2 separate regions of the Gossypium hirsutum genome follow, and region 1 is linked to region 2. The links are chromatin contacts, called in public Hi-C maps. All regions are on one chromosome and are shown on one strand. The core of a region is the stretch at or near the end of the contact, and the rest is flanking DNA. Distances in the headings are between cores, read along the strand shown. Region 1 has its middle 76 kb from the start of LOC107900693. Region 2 has its middle 15 kb from the start of LOC107900693.

Evidence for each region. A called contact is a pair of places that touch in the nucleus more often than the background predicts.
Region 1: a Hi-C map of leaf shows a contact between it and region 2, with 2.5 times the contacts expected there. The contact joins two enhancer-like sites. A contact is called at or near these places in 9 of 34 Hi-C or Micro-C datasets (anther, cotyledon, fibers and 1 more).

Annotation. Positions count from the first base shown.
Region 1 is chrD08:54,806,721-54,812,085 of Gossypium_hirsutum_v2.1, forward strand. No RefSeq gene overlaps it. Among protein-coding and RNA genes, the nearest start is that of LOC107900693, 76 kb to the left of the region's middle. Within about 2 kb of position 4,086, at least 4 of the 9 cell types and tissues checked have an H3K27ac peak or open chromatin away from gene starts, as enhancers often do. A contact at or near this core is called in leaf, where this site is marked.
Region 2 is chrD08:54,746,142-54,751,427 of Gossypium_hirsutum_v2.1, forward strand. No RefSeq gene overlaps it. Among protein-coding and RNA genes, the nearest start is that of LOC107900693, 15 kb to the left of the region's middle. Within about 2 kb of position 3,365, at least 3 of the 9 cell types and tissues checked have an H3K27ac peak or open chromatin away from gene starts, as enhancers often do. A contact at or near this core is called in leaf, where this site is marked.

The sequences.
Region 1 (5,365 bases), core at 2,836-5,335, 61 kb after region 2:
TATTTTCGGCCACACGGGCAGAGACATGAGCGTATATCTCAGCCATGTGTGACACACGGCCTAGCACATGGGCATGTGGCTTGGTCATGTGACATTTGTACCTTAATTTCATAAATTAATATGTTCATACGGCCTAGCACACGGGTGTGTGGCTTGGCCGTATGACCCAAGTCAGAGAGTTACATGGGTATGGACACGGGCTGGGACACGGCCATGTGCCTCACATCGAATGCCCACACGGCCTAAGACACGGGCGTGTCTCTTAGCCATGTGAGCCACACGGCCTGGCCACACGGACGTGTGTCCCCTACACCTAAGGAAAATTTTAAAATTTTACGAAGAATTCCCTGAGTTTTCAGTTTAGTCCCGATTCATTTCTAACGTGTATTTTGGGCCTCGAGGGCTCATATAAGGGACAATATAAGTGATTATGATTAATTTCTAATATGTATATAAAACGATTTGAAATATTCGTATTTGATCGGAAAAGTTTGGTAATACCCTGTAACCCTATTCCGGCGACAGATAAGGGCTAGGAGTGTTACAGAAAATGCTTACTACTTGACAAGTATGACATAACCATTTTGTATAACATGTTTCCTTTTGATTTGGTACGTATATGGTATTGGCTATATTTTATGCTAGAGTCAGTGATGATCTATAATCATATGTTTGACATGTGGAATGGCATAGGTTGAGGTAGAAAAGGTAACTTGGCTAATGAATGATTGAGATGGCTATATATATTTGGAATTGATACCTAGAAGTATGCTTGTAATGTGTGATTGATACTTGATTGTTAATGTTCCTGCTAAAGGCCTATAAGCCATGGATGTTTATAATGCGTAAAAATGCATGTGATGAAGTTGAATGGCATGACTTAATATGTTTTGGCATAGATGAATTTAGTATTTGAATGCATGTAATGTTCTGAATTGATTTTGAATAGGTTGAAATCATGTTTGATTTGGTTGTTTTTTTGAATTGGTTAGGTGATCTGTTTGGCTTGAAATTGTATGAATTTGGTTTGGTTTTAATGGTATAAGATGGTATGAATCAATTAGGTAGTATTGCATAGGGTTAAATTGGAGCCAAAATGATGTTTTGCCAAAAACAAGGACCTCGTCACAACCACAAACATCTAACATCGCAATGTGGTGCCGACAGTGAGTGACATCGTGAAATCGGCATGTTCAAAGTCGTGACATGACTTACTAAGTTCGTGACATCACGATGTGGAGGTTGTGAGGTCATGACGTCAACCCTAAATTTTTAAAACTTTACAATTTAGTCCTAATTCGAGTTTGGGTTAACAAAAGAGCTTTCGTAAGCTCGTGTAAGACCCAAAAACAATTGTGTAATACTCTAAGTACATGAATTCTATTTAATTATGTATTTAAGTGATTAATTTTGCAAAAAAAAATTGAAATTACTAAACTGATAGCATCTCGTAGCTCGAACTTGGTGATCAGATCGGGTATGAGGTGTTATATTCACAAGCTTAACGCATGTTTTAAACACGTAAGTAAAGATTGAAGGAAGTCTCGTGTGAAGTGGTCAACCTCATCCTCATCACATCACTAAAGGAGTTTTTAAAGAGTATGGAACTGATATTTTGGTTATATAGTGGCATGTACATAGGGTTAGAATTATATAAATTTTTGTTGTAAATTGTCATGTGGTTCTAAAACTATGCCATGCATGTTAAATATCATTTTGTACCTTAGAATGAACTTCTTTAGATGGGTATACTTATGAGTTATATGGAGTTTTTTAATGTTAAATTGATACATTTCAAGCCTAGTGTTTAGATATGATATAATATGTTTGAAAATGGTTTTGACTTAGTTTTAGGTGTTTTGGGTAATTTGTCTCTAATATTGTGACAGTGTCGTGACATTGAACATGAAGTAAAGTAATTTGTCTCTGGTGTCGCGACATCCAAGTTTAGTGTTACAATTTTGAGCTTATTGATTTTAGTGTCGCGACACTAACCCTATTTTGTTCCAATTAAGCCTCGAACAACCCCGTTTGTAACCAAACTTTAAAGTAAGCCTAAATATGACTTAATTAGCTATAAAAGAATTTATTTAGGTTAAAATAAAGTCTTGAAACTAATGCTTGAATTTAGTGAGCTTTAGTGTCCAAATGTGACATCTCTTGTTTGGGACGTATCGTTTCATTCTGAGTAAGGGGGTGTTACATAATTGGTTCAAAGCCCCTCTTTAGATCAATACTCACCTTTTTTTTCAGTTTACTTTAAAATATAGCATATGAACATTTTTTTACATTCAACCTCATTATCATTTATAATTGTACTCAATTGTTTTAAAATGAAATATATAAAGATTAAATTTCTCACTAATTTGATCTTACACCTATAATATAAAGATTAACTTTGTTTGTGGCAAAACCTATATGTTTCCACTATGGTAAATACTGGTTTAGGAATATCAAACGAATCAAGGCGCACACAATTGAGCTCACTTTTATCATTAGAATATTTATATAGAAATTTTGCTTGCTTTTACAGATTTGTTGTTTATTATTTATATACAAATACAATGAAAAGTGGTTGTTGGTTGGTTATAGACTGATAAGCGCTCTATCATTAACTTCAGTTGCCATATAAATTAATTAGCACTATGAGTGATGTGGTAATTTAAAAGTGAGTAAAGAAACAGAAAAAGTTTGGACTCGAAGCCTTGTTTGTGAATGATTTTTGGAATCAGATTGTCTTTTCTTTGAATGGTACTTGGTTCCAGCTATCATTTGTCTTCTTTTTAGGGGGGAGAAGATAGTGAGAGATTTCCCACTATTAAAAAGTGTGTGACTGCTGAAGATGACAGTCACTTGGTTGTTTGGGTCTCATGAAATAAAAACCTTTTCTTTATTAAGTTCTGATTTTACCATAATGGGTAGCCATCATAAAACAAACAAACCTTATACACTAAAAGAAAGAGGTTAAAAGATTATGATCAAAGCCAGATCCTCCTATCTTTAGGAAGGGTTGTGGATCCATCACAGTCCCACTTAAAAGGACCCCACTATTATTAATTTTTAGGGTAGGAATTTGACATCAGCTTTCCTTTTTCAATCTAACAATTTCTGTTTTTTCCCTTTGTGTCTTTTGGCTACGTGCCATCAATCCACTAATATGGATAAGTTTAAATGGTTTAACAATTTTAATACCGTATGTATATGTATGTATGGCTTTCAGCTTTTTATGATAGAAAGGAAATCTATCCATATGCTCTTTGCCTTTTGACGTAAGACTAGTTAAGCATGGCCATCCATTCTAAATCCACCCCCAACAAAACCAAAAACCACAACATATAGCCTCTGATTTAAACGTTAAATCAGCTTCAGACATGATTAGCTGTTATCAATTCTGCAACCAAAAATATCACTTGATCAAAGTGTGGTTTTATTGACCAGATTCAAAGTTGGTACAGCAAGTACCTTTTTTTGACATTGAAATTTTCTTTTGGGTTTTTCCTTTTTTAGTGATTTGACCTAAATAATTCTATGTGTTTTCATTTTCGGTTATAATATATCTTAAAATTTCTTTAATTTTATGGAGATTGAGAAATCTTTAATTTATTAAATTTTAATTTTTATAGACATTTATTAATTTTTATATACAAATTATTGATTTTTTAATAATATTACTTAATTTAATTAGAATAAATTAAAATAGAAAAATTAATTTATTAATCTTGGTAAAATAAAGAAATGGAATTTATAATTAGACGGATCAGAGAGTGAGTGACACTGTATTTAAGTCTTAGCAAGTTGGGTGATAGTTAAATATCATAAACTCTGACCAGGAAATTTCTCACACATTTTCTTCCCAATTGATTAAACACGACAAGTTTGCATGACTCTGGAAAACGTGCATGAAGCAAGTTGTGATGATTAAAATAATAGCTAGTGTTGAAATGAGTATAATTTTTTAATATCCGTACAGTGAAGGAGCAAAAATAAATAATCAAAGGGGGGGGGGGGTTGAGAATATTAAATGCAAGCCAGCCCATGCCGTAAGCCTAAAGAATTCGTACATAGCGAAATAGGTATGGGGGCGTATGGCACTGCCAATAATACCGGTTTTTCTATGGGCCAAAACAAAACACAATACCATTTAGAAACACAAAACCAGGACAGCCTCGGTTTGCAACATTAATTGTATTATGTGCTGGCTTTCTTTGTTTTTTGTAATGAAGATAAGTTTCAACTTTTTGAGGGCTATTCTAGTGTTGTTGGGGTATTCATACAGATAATATTCCCTTCTCTTTCTCTCTCTCTGCTACTGCTGAGTTTTGTGTATGTGTGCAGTGTGCACTGATTTAACATGTATAGCAATAGCAACAGCAAAGACTACAGTATTATAGTGTGACATTATATTATTCTTGTTCAGTGTATAGATGTGTAAATTAGGTGATGATATATTATACAAAATGTGATTTTAAATGATGTGTGGTAATATAATCGGCATAGAATAGAATTATAAATTTAAAATTTGTATGAATGAGACAATATGGGATGGGATGGGATAAACAGCCGGAAAAAGGAAAGAAATAAAATCAAATCATGCTCCTCTACCCCACTTTGATATTATATATTATTAGATTGTTTTGATATTAGGGGCAACTCCTGGGGTGGATACCACTCTTGGCTAAATGAAATCCACCTTCTCATGATGTTATCAAGCCTTAGAGAGGGACCCTAGCTACTTGTAAAGCCAAAAGCCAAATAAATAAATAAATAAATAAAAGGATCAACGATCTAGAATGTATATTAAACAATAGTTACTGCAATGGCATGGCCTAAGTCATAAAATTCGTTTCATGCTAATCACTTTCTTTACAAGTCATTTTCTGACTTTACAGATAAGAGCATGGCTGTTTTGGAAGTGTTGGCACACCATACTTATTTTATATTTTTAGTTGTTGTTGAGGGGATAAATATTTATTCATCAAAACAGTGTGTTTGGCAGAATGACCCAATTCTTGCTATTGTTTTTTCATTAAACATGACTTTTGACCTAAATTTAGATTTAAATTGGTGTGGGATCCCATGCACAGGGAGACACGTGCTTCTATTTCATTTAAAATTACACACCCACGTACGTACGTACGTATTATGTATATGGTATATAAATAATTGTAGCTGTCTCATTCTAATTTAACCCTAAAGTTTAAACCGAAATTGAATTACCAAATTTATGAAAATTGAATCCTTCAATGAATTTCTCCCATAAATCAGCTAACTTACTAGGAATCTAAATGAATGTGGTTCTATCTCTTTTGTCTTCTTTTTTTTTTTTTAATTAGCAGACAGAAAAAGGTCCCTGCCAACATATCCT
Region 2 (5,286 bases), core at 2,115-4,614:
TTTAAATAATTTAATTTCTTGTGACATTAATTCTTATACAATATGATAATTTTCTATTTAGGCGGGCTGACATCAATTTTATTATATTTTTTGAATAGTGAAATAGATTAGCTTATCTGAACGTGAGCTCACCTAAAAGAATTTCTTTAAATTTTTAGAAGAATGTCTATGAAAACGTCTAATCTCGGCCTCTCCTTGCCACCAATTTTGGCTTTGCCTTTGAATCTTATTTTTATTTATTAATAAAATTTAAACTTGGAAATCTTGTTTAAGGAACATTCAACCCCTACTTTTAGACTTAATTATTTTTATTATACATTCGGATGAAAAATATGTAAAATAATATATTTATTAAAAAATTATGTTAAAATCAAATGAATTTTTCATTGAAATTATCAATATAAAAATATTAAAAAAGTAAAAATAAAAACAAATTTTCTTAATAAAAATATTTTAAATTATTTTCCATAAAAAATGCTTTTGCTTTTTAATGCAAATAAATCCGACCTCTATTGCCTTCAATGCCTTTCAACCGTACTTTATAGTCCCCGACCATCTTTTTCGCACGTCACTACCACGCGCCTGTTCATCTTATCCATCATGTTTTTGAGTATTCTATATAGCCGACATAAAAACACAAAATCAATGCCTAAATTTCTATCTATTGCTAAATTTATGTGGTTAAATTGACAAGTCTAATTCATTTTCTTTCTTTCTTCCTTTTTTTCGCTTAATGATATATCTGTTAATGTTATACTTAAATTTTTTGTCCAATTTAAAAATTATATTTGACAAAATTTATATATTTTGATACTTAAAAGTAATGATGTTAATTTTTTAGTATTTAATTTGAATTTTAGATTTGAGTTGATAAAAATTTATGATTTACTAATAGTATTAGCAATTAACTTTTATCAAATCAATTCTAAAACTCAATAAAGCAAGTTTGAAGAATGCCCACCTCCTCTTCAAGTAACCTTAGATCTGAGCAAAATTTAAAGGGTAAACTATCAAAATAGTTAAATTTTGTTTGCCTCAGATTACATTTTAGTCACTTATGTTTAAAATGTTACGTTTTAGTCACTTACGTTATCGTTTTGTTACATTTTGGTTACTGAGTTGTTAGCTGCTGTTAATGGTGTAATAACAATCCGATGTGGCCTGTTATTTCATCATGTTAGACTAAAATTTTAGGTCAAATTGCACAACTAGTCCCTATACTTTTTTTTGAACAATTTAATATTTTTTCTTCTTATTTCTTTATTTTCCTTCTCTTTTTCTTCCCCTTTATTTTCTCTCTTCTCATATTCTTCACTGCAAAAATATAATCTTTACCCACCAAATAAATCAAGTCATTGTTTCTTTCACATGATTCCTAAATTGAATTTTACTCAAAACCAAATATCAATCGTTCTTAATCAAACCTTGATTTGAATATAACCTAATTTTGAAACTAAAACTAGATCTAACTGATCAATATAAAAAAGCATAGCCTTAATCAAATCTAAACATAAATTGAATTATTTATATTCAAAATAATTTTTTTTCTTTTCCAAAATTTGACAAAAATCGTGTATATAGGTTATTACTTTCCTTCTTTTATTTTCTGACGAATAAAATTAGGCAAACGATAAAATTAATCCAAACCTTCTTGGATATTCCCAATAAAACTTGATTGGAAACCGATCATGGATGAATCGAAGAGATAAAGGGAGCCTGGAACCAAATTGGTTTGGGTAAGTTTCGTATGGTGGTCATTTTAGTCATTGAAAGTGTTGAGCTCGTTTGAAGAATTCATGAAACAACGTAGTTTCGAGAGGGCAAGAATCTTGTAGGTAAGGTAGATAAGGTGGTCATGGGGATTGGTTAGGAGGTTGAGGGAATGGGCTCGGGAAATTTATTGAAGGTGGACCACCATAGGTCATGATTGGCAAGGTTTTCGAGTGAGGCGAGCTTGTGGACTAGGTCATTGAGAGATCCGAATTGGTCCATCAAAGAGACAATGGATGATGAGGGTTTGTAACTACGGGATAAGAATGGGGTGAGAATGTGCGAGGCAATTTTTATTTTGGTTTTAGCTTTCACTTTTTCTTGTTTTAGAAACATAAAAAAGTTGTGTTAAAAGAAATGAAAAACATAAAAAAAACTATGTTAAAAGAAATGGAGAATGGAGGAAAATAGATGGAGAAACAGAAGAGAATGAAAAGAAAAAAAGAAAAAAAAGGGAAATTTAAAAGAACATAAACGAAAAAAAAATTAAATTGCTCTGTTATAATAAATGTCAATAATGGTAGTAGAACGATCGTAAAGCAATAAGAAAAAAATAAGAACACACAGCTTTTACGTGGAAACCTTTTCGGGAAAAAAATACGGGTAGAGGAGAATAAATTCACTAATGTTGAAAAAAATGATATAAGAGGAGTTTCGATTTATTTAAGGGTTGAAAAACCTGTTCTAATTAAAGTCAAGTAGTAGAAGTATAGTTCTATACGGACTCAACTTGTGCGGTATGGTTCGTACCCCCACAAATCCGTCATTATATTTATTTATTCAACAAATGACGGGATTTGGGTCGCACAATCTCTAACATGCTCAAAACGAAAAATTATAGGGACCAATTGTATAATTTAACCTAAAATTTTCGTTTGAAATGATGATTTAACGTGCCACGTTAGCTTACCGTTACACCATTAATAACAATTAATGGCTCAGTGACCAAAATGTAACAAAATGATAACGTAAGTGACTAAAGCATAACATTTCAAACATAAATGATCAAAATATAACTTGAGGTAAACAAAAGAGACTATTTTGATAGTTTACCCAAATTTAAATAAAAACAATTATATATTTATTATTTATTATTTAATTTATTCATTTCTTGTTTTTAATTGCACAATAAAAAACTTAATTACATAATGAAATATTACAAAATTAAATATACTTTTCATAAAAAAATATATGATTTCAGTTAAAATTATATATTTTAAATTTATGTTTAATTCATTAAATATTTTTCAAACAAGTGAATATTTTTATCAAAGTCTAAATAAGGTTTAAACAGTTTTCAAAAGAAGATAATGCTTCATTAACACCTTGCTTTTACAGGTACCAAAAAAGAATTAGCTTTTACTGCTATAATATTTTTTTTTGACATTTTTTATATTTATTTTATGACTTACATATAAAATTTATTACTGTTTTTTTAATAATATCAACTCTTATTTTTCTTTTAAAATAAAATGTGAATAAATTAGTTACATCCCAGAAAAACTATTAGCGGAATCTGTATTATATATGAGGTTCACAACACGCGCAGTCTTCTGCGTGTAGATATGAAATTGATTAAGTTGTTCCAATAATTTTGCCTGGGGTATGGGGACTAGGAATCTATTGTAGATGATGACGTGGATGCAGGTGGACAAGGATAAAAAACTCCATACAGTCCAAATACAATGAACCGTCATTCTGCATTAAAATCAAAGCCGTTTTGGTTTGAGATTTATACGACACCAATACGACTTCGACATATCTGCCCAACAACTTCTATTACCAAGTAAATGCATTGCTTTTTCACATTTTCCTATTTATTTTTCCTTTTTTTAATGTAATTTTTCATTTTTAGTGGCAATTTTTTATAATAATATAAAAATTAAGAAAATATCAATCTATAAGGTTTTTTTTTTTACAATGTTATTAGTTATTTTTTTATTTATTAATATATGTTTTTGGAATTTATCTTTTGAAATATCTTATTTAAAGATGTCTCGATATTTACAAGTATTAAGTTTGGTGTGCATGGTATCACTCTCAATGCATCCGCGTCGCATTGGAATCAAAGTAATTATTTTGATATGATTACAACAACTCAACACACGTAAGTGTCGAGTTCATGGTGTAATTTTTGAAATTATATTGTAATAGTATAATTTAATTTTAAAATCAACGTGGATAAGCCTAAACCCTAAACTCAACATTCATAGGTTTCGAGTTATTAAAAACATTTAAAATGACATATAATGTAATTTTATTTAATTTTAACGGAAAATTAAGTTAAATTCGACATACGTGGGTGTCGATTTTATAATGTAAACCTTTCTCAAATCGTAATTTTAAAACTTATAAATAAGGTTTAAGGATTTTAGTTTTTCAAAAGCATCCAAAACAAATAGTTTACTATGTTTTACCTAAAACCTCGCATAGCTAAGTGCCATCAAGTTAAAATTTTCAAAGGTATTGTAATGGCAACCAACATAATGAGAACTGAAGGAGCATATTTTTCCAAGGAGACAACATCATTGCAACACTCTCTTATGGCTCACCTTCACGGCAATATAAGTGTAGGTGCACTCAGACGAGAGAATCATCCCCCAATTATAGGATGTCGATTTCTATCACACTAGCCATATTGTGAGAGTTACATATGTTTCAACATTACTATCCGCTCTAATTGAACACTAAAAACTAAAGACCCATACGTTTCTTCCATGGTAAAGCATGCAGAGATAAAAAAAACACGAGGCTCGCTTTTCCATTTCCATATCTTATCTTTCAAATTTCCCTCAAGCAAAAGTCATATATTAATGAAAAAGATGAGGTCTATGGAACTAAGTTAGTTGAGTTGAAGTATTTATCAAAGTGAAAAAAGGGAAAACATGTTGTTGCAGATATTAAGGTGGCTACTCTAACTGATGAAAATGATGAGCCTGCACCAATTGTTGCCCAAATTGCAATTGGCTTAACATCCGTTAATGTTTTGTGTGCTGCACAAGCTAGATATACTAAGCATTTGGATAAAGAAGTTGCCTAACTCAAAAAGAATATTTAGTATTATGAACTCCAATTGAATCTTTTTTAATATTAAACGACCCAGGCTCTTTATTACAAGATGGATTTGCTTGCTCAAGGACTCTAATGCCTTTGCTTTTTTAAGCATAAAAGAGGAAAAGTAAGTTCATATAGGAGATGAGAGAAGTAGGATTTTTTTGGGTTTTTTTGTTTAATTTCTTTGAAATTCTTTGTTAAAGTTCTTTAAATTCTTTTTTATTTTTTTTCTTTCACCTTTGTTTATTTTGGATGATAATACTTTGTTTGATACTTCTATTTTTTAAGGCATGTACTTGATGAATTGCCCTTGCCATGTTTCTATTATAATATTGGATTATTATACATTTTTTATTGTTAATACTTATGTTATCTTGCACTAATAGTTAATTCCATGGTGTTGACTCATAGCTAGATGGTTGGATTAAGGGGTAGTATCGAGATGATATTGGTTGAATTACC